Linked DNA regions of Cricetulus griseus: region 1 is linked to region 2. The links are chromatin contacts, called in public Hi-C maps. All regions are on one chromosome and are shown on one strand. The core of a region is the stretch at or near the end of the contact, and the rest is flanking DNA. Distances in the headings are between cores, read along the strand shown. Region 1 has its middle 140 kb from the start of Tcf4. Region 2 overlaps Tcf4 (transcription factor 4).

The links. A called contact is a pair of places that touch in the nucleus more often than the background predicts.
Region 1: a contact with region 2 is called in a Hi-C map of fibroblasts, with 6 times the contacts expected there. The contact joins two enhancer-like sites. A contact is called at or near these places in 3 of 8 Hi-C or Micro-C datasets (the CHK-Q cell line, fibroblasts and liver).

Annotation. Positions count from the first base shown.
Region 1 is chr2:170,275,140-170,281,594 of CriGri-PICRH-1.0, forward strand. No RefSeq gene overlaps it. Among named protein-coding and RNA genes, the nearest start is that of Tcf4, 140 kb to the left of the region's middle. Within about 2 kb of position 3,317, at least 1 of the 6 cell types and tissues checked has open chromatin away from gene starts, as enhancers often do. A contact at or near this core is called in fibroblasts, where this site is marked.
Region 2 is chr2:169,798,025-169,803,813 of CriGri-PICRH-1.0, forward strand. Tcf4 (transcription factor 4) reads right to left here. Exons shown (of 18, transcript XM_035440081.1): 15 at 5,054-5,216; 16 at 1,486-1,715; 17 at 471-611; 18 at 1-286. The coding sequence ends at 475. Among named protein-coding and RNA genes, the nearest start is that of Ccdc68, 260 kb to the left of the region's middle. Within about 2 kb of position 2,522, at least 2 of the 6 cell types and tissues checked have open chromatin away from gene starts, as enhancers often do. A contact at or near this core is called in fibroblasts, where this site is marked.

The DNA.
Region 1 (6,455 bases), core at 2,067-4,566, 480 kb after region 2:
TTATTTGTAAAGACTTCAATTGTTCACTGTCTAATGTCACGGATTGGTCTTCACAGTGTGAAGTGCCACTGTCCAGAACCCCCACAGTATTATAAATAGGCTTCTAAAGCTGGGTTGATTGATGTTTGGCATAAAACGCTATTCCTCTGAGCACATATATTCCTTCTGTTCACCATGTTCATAGAAAAATACCAGGGCTGATTTTTTATTCAAATCTCCAATTTATGCAGGGTTTAAAGTACTAAATACTTAAAGCCCTTTTCAGATCTTTTTCTCCCCTTTCTGTTAGGTAAGTAGCTAAATCTTCTGCTTCAACACAAATAAGAATCGGAGATTTAGCAGATTTCCTGTGGGGAAGAGAAAGAGTTTATTAATTATATTGAGAATCAAATAATATGCTTCTTTGACACTAATGTTCTGTCTTTCTCCACCCCACGCATCCTAAGGGAGGACTTTAAAGCCTTTATCAGGGTCTAGATTACAGCAGTTACGGTTCTTTAGAAGAAAGAGTGTAATGAATGGCGTTTGGAGTTGAAGAAAGAATTTGAGATGTTTTAAGATTTAAACAGCAACTGTGAAATGATTTTCCCCCCCAAGTATGTCCCAGGGATTGTAATATAAAACACCAAAAAGCATGATAAAGTACATTTTCATGAGTTTTAATGAATTTTTAATACTGATGAAATGTAAATTTTCCCTTCCCGACCCTTATCTGTATTTGACAGAGGCCTACAGAAAATTTTAAATACCTATTTAAAGCAATTTACAAGATACTGTAGAGATTGCCAGCAATAAAGCATGATAAGGGATTTTCTTAAAATAATTTTTTTTATATTGACATCATTTAAACTGATTGCCTTATCCTGCTTCTACTTGTTCTGACCAGTGACCATATTGCTAGACTTAGCAAGAGTGCACATTATATTAGAAACAAATTCTACTTGAATGAGATTCTAAAATGACCACTACCTACCTGACTGATAGCAGTAATTGCTCTTTGTTTTTTGATGTTTATTTTGTACCAGACAATAGATGAGGGATGCTCCATGCATTATGACATTGGACTTGTATGACCACTGTGTGGAAGACGTTCCATGATTATCTTTCACCATGTTAAGGATGAGACTTTGAAGCTTTTATCAGGGTCTAGATTACAACAGTTCTGGCTCCTGAGAAGAAAGGATGTAATGATGGCATTCTGAGTTAGGAGACATAGGAGAATCAGGGAACTCTGTTTAGTAAATAATACAGGTAGGAAGTACAGTCGTCTTGCACTACACACTGCTCTGGGAGTTAGCAAACACTCTCTGTGTGGGTAGTAAATGCTTTAGATGTGGCATGCCACACAACCCCTGTCCATGTTCAACTGTGTAGCCCTGGTACAAAACCAGATCTAGATAAAATGCAAACTAATTGCATCTGTTCCAGTAAAGCTTTAATGAATAAATGCAGATGGTGGGCCAGATTTGTAGTATCCTGTCCTGACAATGTCTGTAGGCAGAGGAAAGGAATAAATGGACTGCACTGTGGAACAGATCTCTGGACTGGATCTGTCCTTTGAGCAAGTAGAATGTGTAAGAACTGGAGTCTTCAAAATCTGCTTCCCTCTGACACCTAACTTTAAACATTGTTGGAGAGTTGGAAGGGTTTGCTTCAAATGCAGGTATAAGTATGGCATTTTGAATGAACTATTAGAGATGGGCTCTCATATATTCCACCCATCTTGAACGTGCTGTGTAGCTGAAGATGACCTTAAACTTTTGTTCCTCTTGCCTTTACCACCAAGAAGCTGTGTTTACATGCAGTGTTGGGGTTCAAACCCAGAGCTTCAAGAACACTGATCAAGTACTTTAGATTGACAAAGCCTTTACTTCACTTTAGAGTCCTTGTTATTACAGGGCTGTTTCTTACAGGTGTTCTCATGAACCTGGAGTCCAAGGCTGCCAGACAACACTTAGCTTCACTCACACAATGATCTTGTTACATTCTCTAGTCATGATTGGAACTCCATGTTACTCTTACTGTAGACCCTGGCTTGCTTCAGTGGGATTCTAGTATTTTCTTGGTTCTGTGTGACTCTGCTGGTTTTCTAGTCAAGGCCAGAGGGTATGTCTCATCCTTTCAAGTCTCTCTACCAGAAAGTCCCAGAAGCACGTCATGGCCAGCTTTGCTTGTGCTAGAATTCTCCTCTATTTTCACCTGCTCTTGGGTCCTCCATTATGAGAGCAGTTATTACAACACAGAAACAAAATCCACATGCTGCCTTCTTCAAGATGAGTGGAGCATTCCAGTTCTATTTGAATACAGTTTCACTGTGTAGCCTGTAGAACTGGCCTTGAATTCTACCTGATCATTCTGCCTCAGTTTCCCAAGTTCTTGCTTTATAGGTATGCACTACCATGCGCAGCTAGGTTGAGCTCATTTGATAATGAAACCTACTGAGCTCATTTGATAATGAAACCTATAGGTGACTACCAGTCAGTCCTCTTGACTAGCTTTACCCAAAAGCAGTATGTGGGGGAGCAGCTTCACCAGAAGGAAGAGATTTTCTTCCTTTCATATTAAATGACTAAATAAGATCATACAAGTTATCATTAGTGCAATACACTGTAGAATGATTTGTTCTAATACTTCCCTAAAAAAGCAAAGTAATGGGAGTAGAGTTTGAGGCTAATTGGAAAAATTACAAGCACAATTAATTGAAAGAAAAGCAAGCTGATGATATATTTTTTTAAAAAAATTAAACATTAGATGTTATAGAACTAGCAATGTTTTCTCTCTACTTCACATTTAAACACATTTTTAAAATTCAATTTTTATGGTAAGTTGCACTGATGGTTTTATTATTTAAGAACTAAGAAGTTTTCACTAAGAGGAAACTTCTCTGGTGTTGGATTTAATCCTTGAAATCAATCAAATCTTTAACGTCCTTTGATTTATCCTCAGATTAAAAAAAAAACCCGTTGAGTGCAAAACCAAGGAATTAATCCCTGCCTTGTGAGTGACCAAAAAAGAATGACTATAAGCCCAGATCCTTGCACTTCAGTAGATTACAGTGCCATGGAGGAAATAACACTAATGCATAGGAGGCAATTCAAATGACTAAACAGTATGGCAGTTGTAGGGTATGAGTTTAGGGTAGAGAGGATGTTCACACTCCCTGAGGGTGCTTCTCAGAGACCAGTTCTTCTGGCTGTAACAAAATACCAGACAGAAGGAATTTTAGGAAGTGTTTATTTTGCTCATTGATTGAGGGTACAGTCATCATGACGAGGAAGGAAGTGGGTGTGGGTGGCTTGATGATGGGGGAGCTGGTCACACTGCAGAGTTGAAGCAACTGATCACACTGTCTGCAGTGAGGAGGCAGTTGGTCACACTGTCTGCAGTGAGGAGGCGGCAGGTGACACTGCAATGAAGAGGCTGCTGGTCACACTGTCTGCAGTGAGAGAGTAGCTGATCACACTGTCTCCAGTGGGGGTGGGGAGATGAACACTGTCTGCAGTGAGGAAGCAGTTGCTTACACTGTTTGCAGTGAGGAAGCAGCTGGTCACACTGTCTGCAGTGAAGAAGCAGTTGGTCACACTGACTGCAGTGTGTGTGGGGAGGGATGAACGCTGCCATTCAGCTCAGTTTCTCCTTTTCATTCCATTCCAGACCCCAGATCATGGAGTGATACTATCCTTCCTCCCTTAATGAAATCTCAAAAGACTCCCCCTAGACATGGCCAGAGGTGTGTCTTCTAGGTGATTTTAGAGCCTGTCAAGTTGACAATGGTAGCTCTGACAGACAGATTCCTATTAGTTGTCATCACGATGGCATTGCTGGTTTTGTGTGAGAGAATGACCCAAGCATGGTGTTTCTTTGGTTCAGAAGTAGCTTTTTCTTTTTGGTATCTCAGATATAGGGGACAGAGTAGATACTTAAAAAAATTATTTAGTATACATATTGAAGTGTTTGTTGTTGTTGTTTTGGTTTTGTTTTGTCTTTTTGAGACAGCCTTGGCTGTCTTGGAACTCACAATTCACCCTGTAAACCAGGCTGGCCTCAAACTTGCAGAGAATTGCCTGCCTCTGCCTCTTGGGTGTTAGGATTAAAGAACTGTGCCATCACCACCAGGTTTACAAATAGAGTTTTAGGAAGATAAGCGTGTGAGACAGTGTGCTGAAGAGAATGGAACAGAGAAAGAAATATTGCTAGGAATGCATCCTCATTTGTCACCAGAGGAACAAGAAGAAGAGGTTTGTGACACAATTTCTCAGAAGAGTTTCCTCTTGTTCAGTAGCCAACAGGCTGTCTTCTTAGGCAACAGGAGAGGCAACACCTGCCTGAAATGCAAGCAGATGTTATTTCTCCACTGTTGCTACTATGTTGTTGCTGGCCTTTCCCTGTAGTCTCTTTCTTATCCATTGCCCACAATGCAGTCTCTGTATAGATGGAGTTGCTTAGCACCACGCAGGCCCTCAGAATCACCATGCATGGCTTACACTTGGTGAATGTGGTTCTCTTATCCAGAGGGCCCCCAGCATGATGATGGAGAACTGGCCTGAATGCCTGGCATCTATCTGTGATCCCTAAGGTTTGCTGCCATGCTATACACGGTTCACCTTTTTGTTATAGTGAAACCACTGAGTGATTCTCCAAGGTCATAGAGAGCTGAGGATAAAATGTAATTGTCCAGCTTCCAGTTTTTTAAATTTTTAGTTTCTCTGATCATGGATGGATGAGAAAAGCAATTTTGTCACCCATCTGGCCCCACCTGGGCAGGATCTTATAAATTACAAAAGACAGTATAGTTTGAAAACAACAACAAACATGGAGTAAACTTTCTTTTGCTTTCCTAGCCACCTATCAAAGGTTTGCTGTTCAAAGTCAAAGGCAGTAGGAAACAAATGTGTGTGTGGGGTAAATAACCAGGAGATGGACACAGGAAGCAGACTTTCACACAGGAACCAAAGGGAGGTGAGGAATGTCCCACAGACTGTCAGGTAGGAAGTACTTGTTACCTTTAGGAGCCAGGCTGTGTATGGTGGTGAAAAGAGGATTCAGGATGCAGAGATAGAGGGCTGGTGAGATGGCTCAGTGGTAAAGGTGCTTGAAGCCAAATTGGATGACCCAAGTTTGATCCCTGGGATCCACATCATAGCACAGAACTCTTTCTCATCTTTTGACCTCCACAGTGCACTATCTAGCATGTGCCCCATGCCTACAATGAAAGAACAAATGAAATTTATTTAAAAAAGAAAAGAATAGCTAAAAAGATCCTATGCATAAAACACAAGTATAAGTACAGAAATAAATTAAAGAAGAACTTTTGCTGGTATCAAGGCTATTCCCTATCAGACTGTATCAAGTACCATCTGCATCCCCCCAACCCTTATCTTCCTCTTGTGTGTATGGTATGCATTCATGTGTAGTAGTGGAGGCCAGTGGTCCACATCAGTGCCTTCTTTTTCTCCTTCTCAACCTTGTTTGCTTTTGAGAGAGTGTTTCTAACTGAACCTAGTACCCGATGTTTGGGGAGGTTTGCTGGTTAGCAACCTGCCCTCCCCACCCAGTTCTGGGGCTCAGGCACATGCCATCACACATGTTCTTCACAGGACACTGGAATCCAGATTCCAGTTCTTAGGTTGCTGCAGCAAGAGCTTTAACCCCCTGAGACATCCCCCCAGCCCCTAAATTTATCTTCTTTTTATTTCTATTTCTCACCATACGGCGTGTCTAGTAGAGTTGACAGGTAAAAAATAATCAAGACAGTGTGAGAATCTCTAAAAGATAAAGGCACAGGGTTATATTTTAAGTGTTCAGTATTCATATTTAGAGAAACATGTCACTGTCATCATCAGACAGTTCTCTTTCCAGTCTAAAGGCAGAGTTCTGGTGAAACCGTGTTTGGAGTGCCGGATGGATGAACTGTGAGCGCTCTCACTTTCACAATTGTCCCCTCACTAATTGTGGTTCACACATTTGATCCTTTACAAGCATAGATGAAGGTCTTCCTGTGTGCAGAAATGACATGGATGCTGAAGACCCAAAGAAGAACACGATATAGCCCGTTTCAAAGGAGACCACGGTCCAGAAGGGTGGCAGACAAGGAGATGAATGCGGCGCCACACCGAGGCCTCACAACACAAGCCTGCTTCACCATGTGTGTCCCTTTCCCTCTGTACTGTCCCTCTCATGCTGACAGCCTGGCAGATGCACGCACAGTAGAGCCTAGAGGACAGTAAGGACTGCAGCTCTGTCAGGTCCAAGCTCTCAATCCTAGTTTAGGTCATTCCTCCTTCCCAGTAAACCTACCTAAACCCTGGGTTCCAAACAAGCCATGAGTACAATGTCACTTTGCTCTAAACTCTGCCCATCATCTTATCTGACTATGACCTTTAGGCCTCTGGCTTGGTACTGCCTGACTTTCCTATTTAAGGCCTTTGTGGTCATTGAATATTGGCCTTCTCTAC
Region 2 (5,789 bases), core at 1,272-3,771:
CTGGGCTGTGTCTCAGCCTGTACATACCGCTTCGCACATTCAGAATGATATGTTAAAGAAGTCGTCCCTCAAGTTGCACATTTTTTCTTTCTTTCTTTCCTTTTTGTTTTTCTGCTTTTTGATAATTGGGAATGCTGAAACCTCTTGCGTCTGCGATTCATAACTACTCAGACTTGTCTTATATTACAAAAAGGGGGTTAAGGAGCAGTGTTTATGTGGGTTTAGGACAATACAGCTGTTAAGGAAGTGGTCTCTTGTTTTAATGAAGCAAGGTGGCAACTTGGACCTGAGGAAAGAAAAGGAGAAAAAAGTAATTAAAACAGTGATTGAAAATGATTTAAAAAAATTTTAAGCCCTCATTTTCAAGAAAGAACAGTATTGGCTAATCTGGGTAATACCAGTTGTTGGTGGCTTGGGTGCCACGGGGAACTGGGAGAGGGCAGAGACAGTGGAAAACGCAGCCAGCATACCCTTTCACATCTGGCCCATGTGATTCGCTGCATCTCCCATCCCAGGGTGTGGGCCAGCCAAGGACAGAGGGGGAGGCTCTGAGGATACTTTCTCTTCCTCCCTTCTTTTCAGACAGGCAGCTTTCGGGTTCAGATTCCTTTCTGTGGGATATGAAAGCACAGGGCATCCAGTCAGCAGGGCTCTACAGAGAGGGTGGAGAAGTTCTCCTCTGTCCATGCCAGACACGTAGACTCTGATTCACATTACCGATGAGGCTAGCAGTGAGGGCCGGTGCACAAGGAATCGACTCATCTAACTGCCATTAACTGCACCCAGAATCCGAACTCTACAAGCATGAAGGCAGGCATGATGACTCAGGCCTGTCTCCCTGCTCTTGAGAGGCAGAGCCAGTAAATCATAAACTTAAGGGCAGTCTCTGCTACATATAGTTCTAGGCTAGACTAAGCTATACAATAAGAACCTTCCTCAAAATGACAACTACGATTTAAAACAATGAGCTAGGAAGATAGATAGCTCATTGGGAGTGATTATTGTGCAAGCATGAGGACCTAAGTTCAGTACCTGGCATCCATACAAAAAGTGACATGTGGCAAGCTGGTAACCCAGCACTGGCAAGACAGAGATAGGCAGATCCTTGGGGCCTCACTGGCTATCCAACCCTAGTCTAATTGGAAAGCCCCAGGTCCCAGTGAGAGGTTCTGTCTCAGGAATCATGATAGACAACCCGAAAAGAATGATGCCCCAGGTTTACTAACCTTTAACTTACAACCTACACACACACACACACACACACACACACACACACACACACACACACACACACACACCCTACAAAAGCAAAGAATGAAAATAGGCTGGCCAATCATGTTTGATAATTGGCCACACAAAAGGAACAGCTGTAATATAACACTAGTTAGAAGAACACGCTACAACTTAATTAACAGGAGAGAGATTTTGATGCAGTCCCCCACCCTAGCAATTCTTTAGAGGGTGCTAAAGCATCTATCTCCTGACCTCGCACTTGCTGCTCCAGGCTGAGGATGACAGCCACGGCCTGGTGGAGAATCAGGAGCTTGGTCTGTGGTTTATCGCTCTTCAGGTGGAGCTGCACCATGCGGCCCAGCTCCTTGAAAGCCTCATTGATATCTCGGACCCTCAGGCGCTCACGGGCATTGTTGGCCATCCTCCGTTCCTTTTCACGTTCTGCCTTCTGCTCTGGGGTCAGGTCTTCATCATCGTTATTGCTGTAGGGCGAGAGGGATGGGACCTTTCATGACAGTGTGGGGGAAAGATGCTATGTGTATCACATTACTTTGAGACTTGTCAGATCCATCCTTGGCAGAACTGTATCCGTTTGACCTTCATCTGACCTTGGGGTTGGTTTAGGAAAAGCACACACAAAGCTTTTGTTTCTTCCCAGGGATTTTACCCAAATCAAACAGCAGAGGATGATCTGGGCTCCATCAGGGTCATAGTGTCCATCCTGGTGTAGGGGACACAGAAGGGGAATGAAAACTTCATGCACTATGCAATATACACATCTCAGTCTTAACGCAGACAGCCACCCAGGCTCAGCTTATACTAATCAAAATGCAAATGACTACTTCATCTTTAAAACTTTTTCATACTGTGAGATGTGAAACGGACGGAAAATAAGTGATTGGCAGTCAGATTTTTGTTGGTCGCAGTAAATATAAGCCATGTTAACAGGAGGAGGAACTAGAAACATCATAGAGCAGACAGTGTCCACATCCAAAGACTGTCCAAACCACTGACTCTGTCTGAGTCTTGAGTCTTCTTTCTTCTACAAACTAAATGAAAAGTATGTGTGGGGGGTGGGGTGGGGGAGTGATACCATGATTTCTGTGGTCTTTCAGATGACGGATGCTTATGATCTCCAAAATAAGTTGAGGAAGTTGAGGAAACCTGAAGTGACATCAGCTATGTAACACAATACAAAACCCAAACACCTCCTCTTTATAACTGACCAGGAACTCTATGAGTCACAAAGAAAGCCAAACAGGATTCTCTGTTAGAACTAAAATATCCTGTGATTCATCATAAAAGAATGGGTTCAGTAGGCATAAGGTTGGGGTCTGATCATCTCTGGTGGTCACAGTGGCCCATCTGAGACTTGGCTATAGAAGGTGACTCAGTGGATGAGCCATCTGGAAAACATATCTCCTCTCACAGATGTATTCATGGATCCAGGGTTTGGGACATTTTGAGGGATATTATAAAGAAAAGAGAGCTGGGGGAGACGTTTGTCTAAAAAGACTCACCAAAACAAAAAACCCCAGATGAGATACCAATACCAAAACTCTTCTGGACTCTCAATTTGAGAAACATTGGGGGGAGGGAAAGAAGAAATACTACTACACACAGAGAGAGATGAGAGAGAGAGAGAGAGAGAGAGAGAGAGAGAGAGAGAGAGAGAGAGAGAGAGACCTTTCCAAGCTACTGGGTACAGAGACTTGAAGAGAAGCTTAAAATCCCCTAAGTCCAAATTGTTCAGAGTCAAATCAAGATGATGAGTCTTCATACTGAAGATGAACCGAAGATGGGAGGATTAGCTCTTCACTGTGTATGTAATGAATGCTGACTTTAAATGGGTATCGTCTTCCCATGTGACCTGTCCCTGAACTCCTAGAGTCCTATTTAGAATGCCCTTGCCCATGCCTGTATCTTGAAGTGCTTTCCCCATTTCTTTCTAGTCTCAGGTTTTACAACAGGGTCTTCCACCCATTCTCAACTGATTTTTGTACAGGGTGAGTGTTAGGGACCTGGTTTCACCCTTTTCTGCATGTGGTCCTCCAGTTTTCCTAACATAGGAAAGTAGAAGCATGGATACTGTAGGATGCTAACAGGAAGCAAAAAACAGGAGAGTATGAACATGTTCAAAGTCCATAGTGGGCTTGATGGGAAATACTATTATGAAACCCATCAATATGTACAATGAACATATACTAATAAAAAAAGAGAGAAAAGAAAAGCCACAGGTGGCATTCAAAGTGCAAATAGGGCCAATTACCCTGGAGGAGCCCTAACCAGGAGAGGCATTCTTGAACTCTGTAAAGTACCTGAGGTAGTAAGGATGCTCAGACAGAAGAGTATGTATTGGGGTGAGGTGGTGTGAAATGCTTGACTTCGTGACCTCCCAACCATCACTGACTATGCTGCTATGAAAGAAAGCCAGAATACCACTGACTGAAAGCTAGTGCAAGGCTTTTCTTTCTCTGTTTCCTCATTTTCCTTCCAGCTTCTCCTTTTCCTTCTCCCAGAATTTCTGCCACTGGTGGGAATGCAGCCTGTGATTAAACTGTCCCTGCATACCATTAAGCAAATAGTTGAGTCTCTGGTAGGCCTATTCTGAAGCAAAAGACTGGCAATATTTTTTAGACAGTAACCACGTGTCAAACTTTACATAGGGAGAACCAGAAAATGGGAAAAAAATTTCAGACTAATGATTAATTTGAACTAGTTATTTACATAAATAAATTCCTCATGGACACTATTTCACTGAAGACTCTACAAGGCATACATTATAAATGGCATGAAGATGGCTGTTAACAAGAGATACCTAATGGTAAGTAAAAAGATGTTCTGAAACTTCAAAGAACCAATTAATATGTATACGTTATGGCCACTAAATTACCAAGAACTCACTCAGAGAAACTATTCAGGATGTGAAATCCCCACCCAAGGATTTCTTGCCAATGTGACCACAAATCAGGAAACTACAGTGATGGGAGGAGGGGGTAAGATAGAAGCACTTAGCATCTCTGGACCTAGTAATAGCAGGACACAGAATGTAATTTGTCATGATAGTTATGAAGAGATGAAAAAGCAGTGTGAATGCGACCCATGAAAGACACCAGCTATAGCTCTGAGAACCATAACCTTTAAAAGAAGCTGAAGTCTTGACACAACTGGGTAATCTGCAAAGAAAATTAACCCAAAGGAATGAAGGCAATGCATATGGGTCCTGAGGAACCCTAAACCAGCTATCTGATCATCAGACTCAAGTTAAAAGAGACACACTGAATTCAAAGATAGTAGATATTTAAGAACAGCAACTTGAAGCTATTTCCCTGCAGTTGTGTTTTTAGCAGGGAGGGAAAAAAATTAGAATTTATTTTACATACAGCAACCTGTTCAGAATAAAATTAAGAAATCAGAATTTTCTTACTTGAAAGACAAGAAAAAAAAACATACAGTTGTATATACAATCAATTGACTCTTGAGCATGGCTAAAAATCTCCTCTTTAGAAATACTTGAGGCAAAAACAGTTCTGACCAAATTTGAAGAATACAGTTTTAACAAGAAACTGTTTTCATTTGAATCAGGTACAAATAATTTTATGGTATGCAATTAGCATTGGGTCCAAATTTGTAAATCCAAAGCCATTTAGGCCTCACTAGAATACAGGTATCTTAAATGATACCTGAACAGGCCTTTCATTTTCTTTCCATCTGAGGCTTTACCTGCCAGGAAAAAACTGAATAGTTTCTTCCTGTTCTGTTCACTTCATCAAAGTCCAATAAAGGAATTAAATGAAGCGACAGTATTATATACTGTTACCTAGATCTTGACCTAGTAATTGATTTGATATCCTTCTTGTCGTCATCTAATTTCTTGTCCTCAGAAGATTTTGTGTCTTGCAGGTTCTCATCGCCCTCATCATCAGATTTGATCTCGGAGCTGCCAGAAGACACACTCTGGCCCTGGAGACCTGGTGGCATTCCTATAGAAAGATGAAATAAAAAAAGATAGAAACAGAGATCAGCTGACGTCCAGAATTCTATGCATAAATACATTCACTCCAGAAACGCAGAACTTCCTTCCAGCCAGACCCGGGCTCCTCCTGGTTCCCCTGTGCTGTCTGGTGAAGTTTCAGAAATGCACCTGTGGAAACAAGTTTTCCTTGCATCGGCTCTGAGGTTAAATTCTATTTTGCAATCTTTTGGAGTAGATGGTAATTTCACTGTCTACAAAACATCAACTTAATTGCAATGAAAATCATAATCATGAAAATCATACACCTCAATGTTCTGATTAAGAACCCGAGTAAATATCAGCTATTATATTGAGTTTCTTCCATATGCAATGATTTAATAGAAAAATGTCCTTAAAATATAATTCCCAGGGAGTACGCTAAAGATGTGCAGTCAAGGCTTCAATAGATACCCTAATGATACTCTGAAATTAAGCTTCTCTTATGTTTGAGGTGTAATCAGCATTTACAAATGGTACCTATGGAAGGGGGTGCACCGCTCCCAGGAAAAATCTGGGATTTTTAACTTTGCTCTACTGCTCA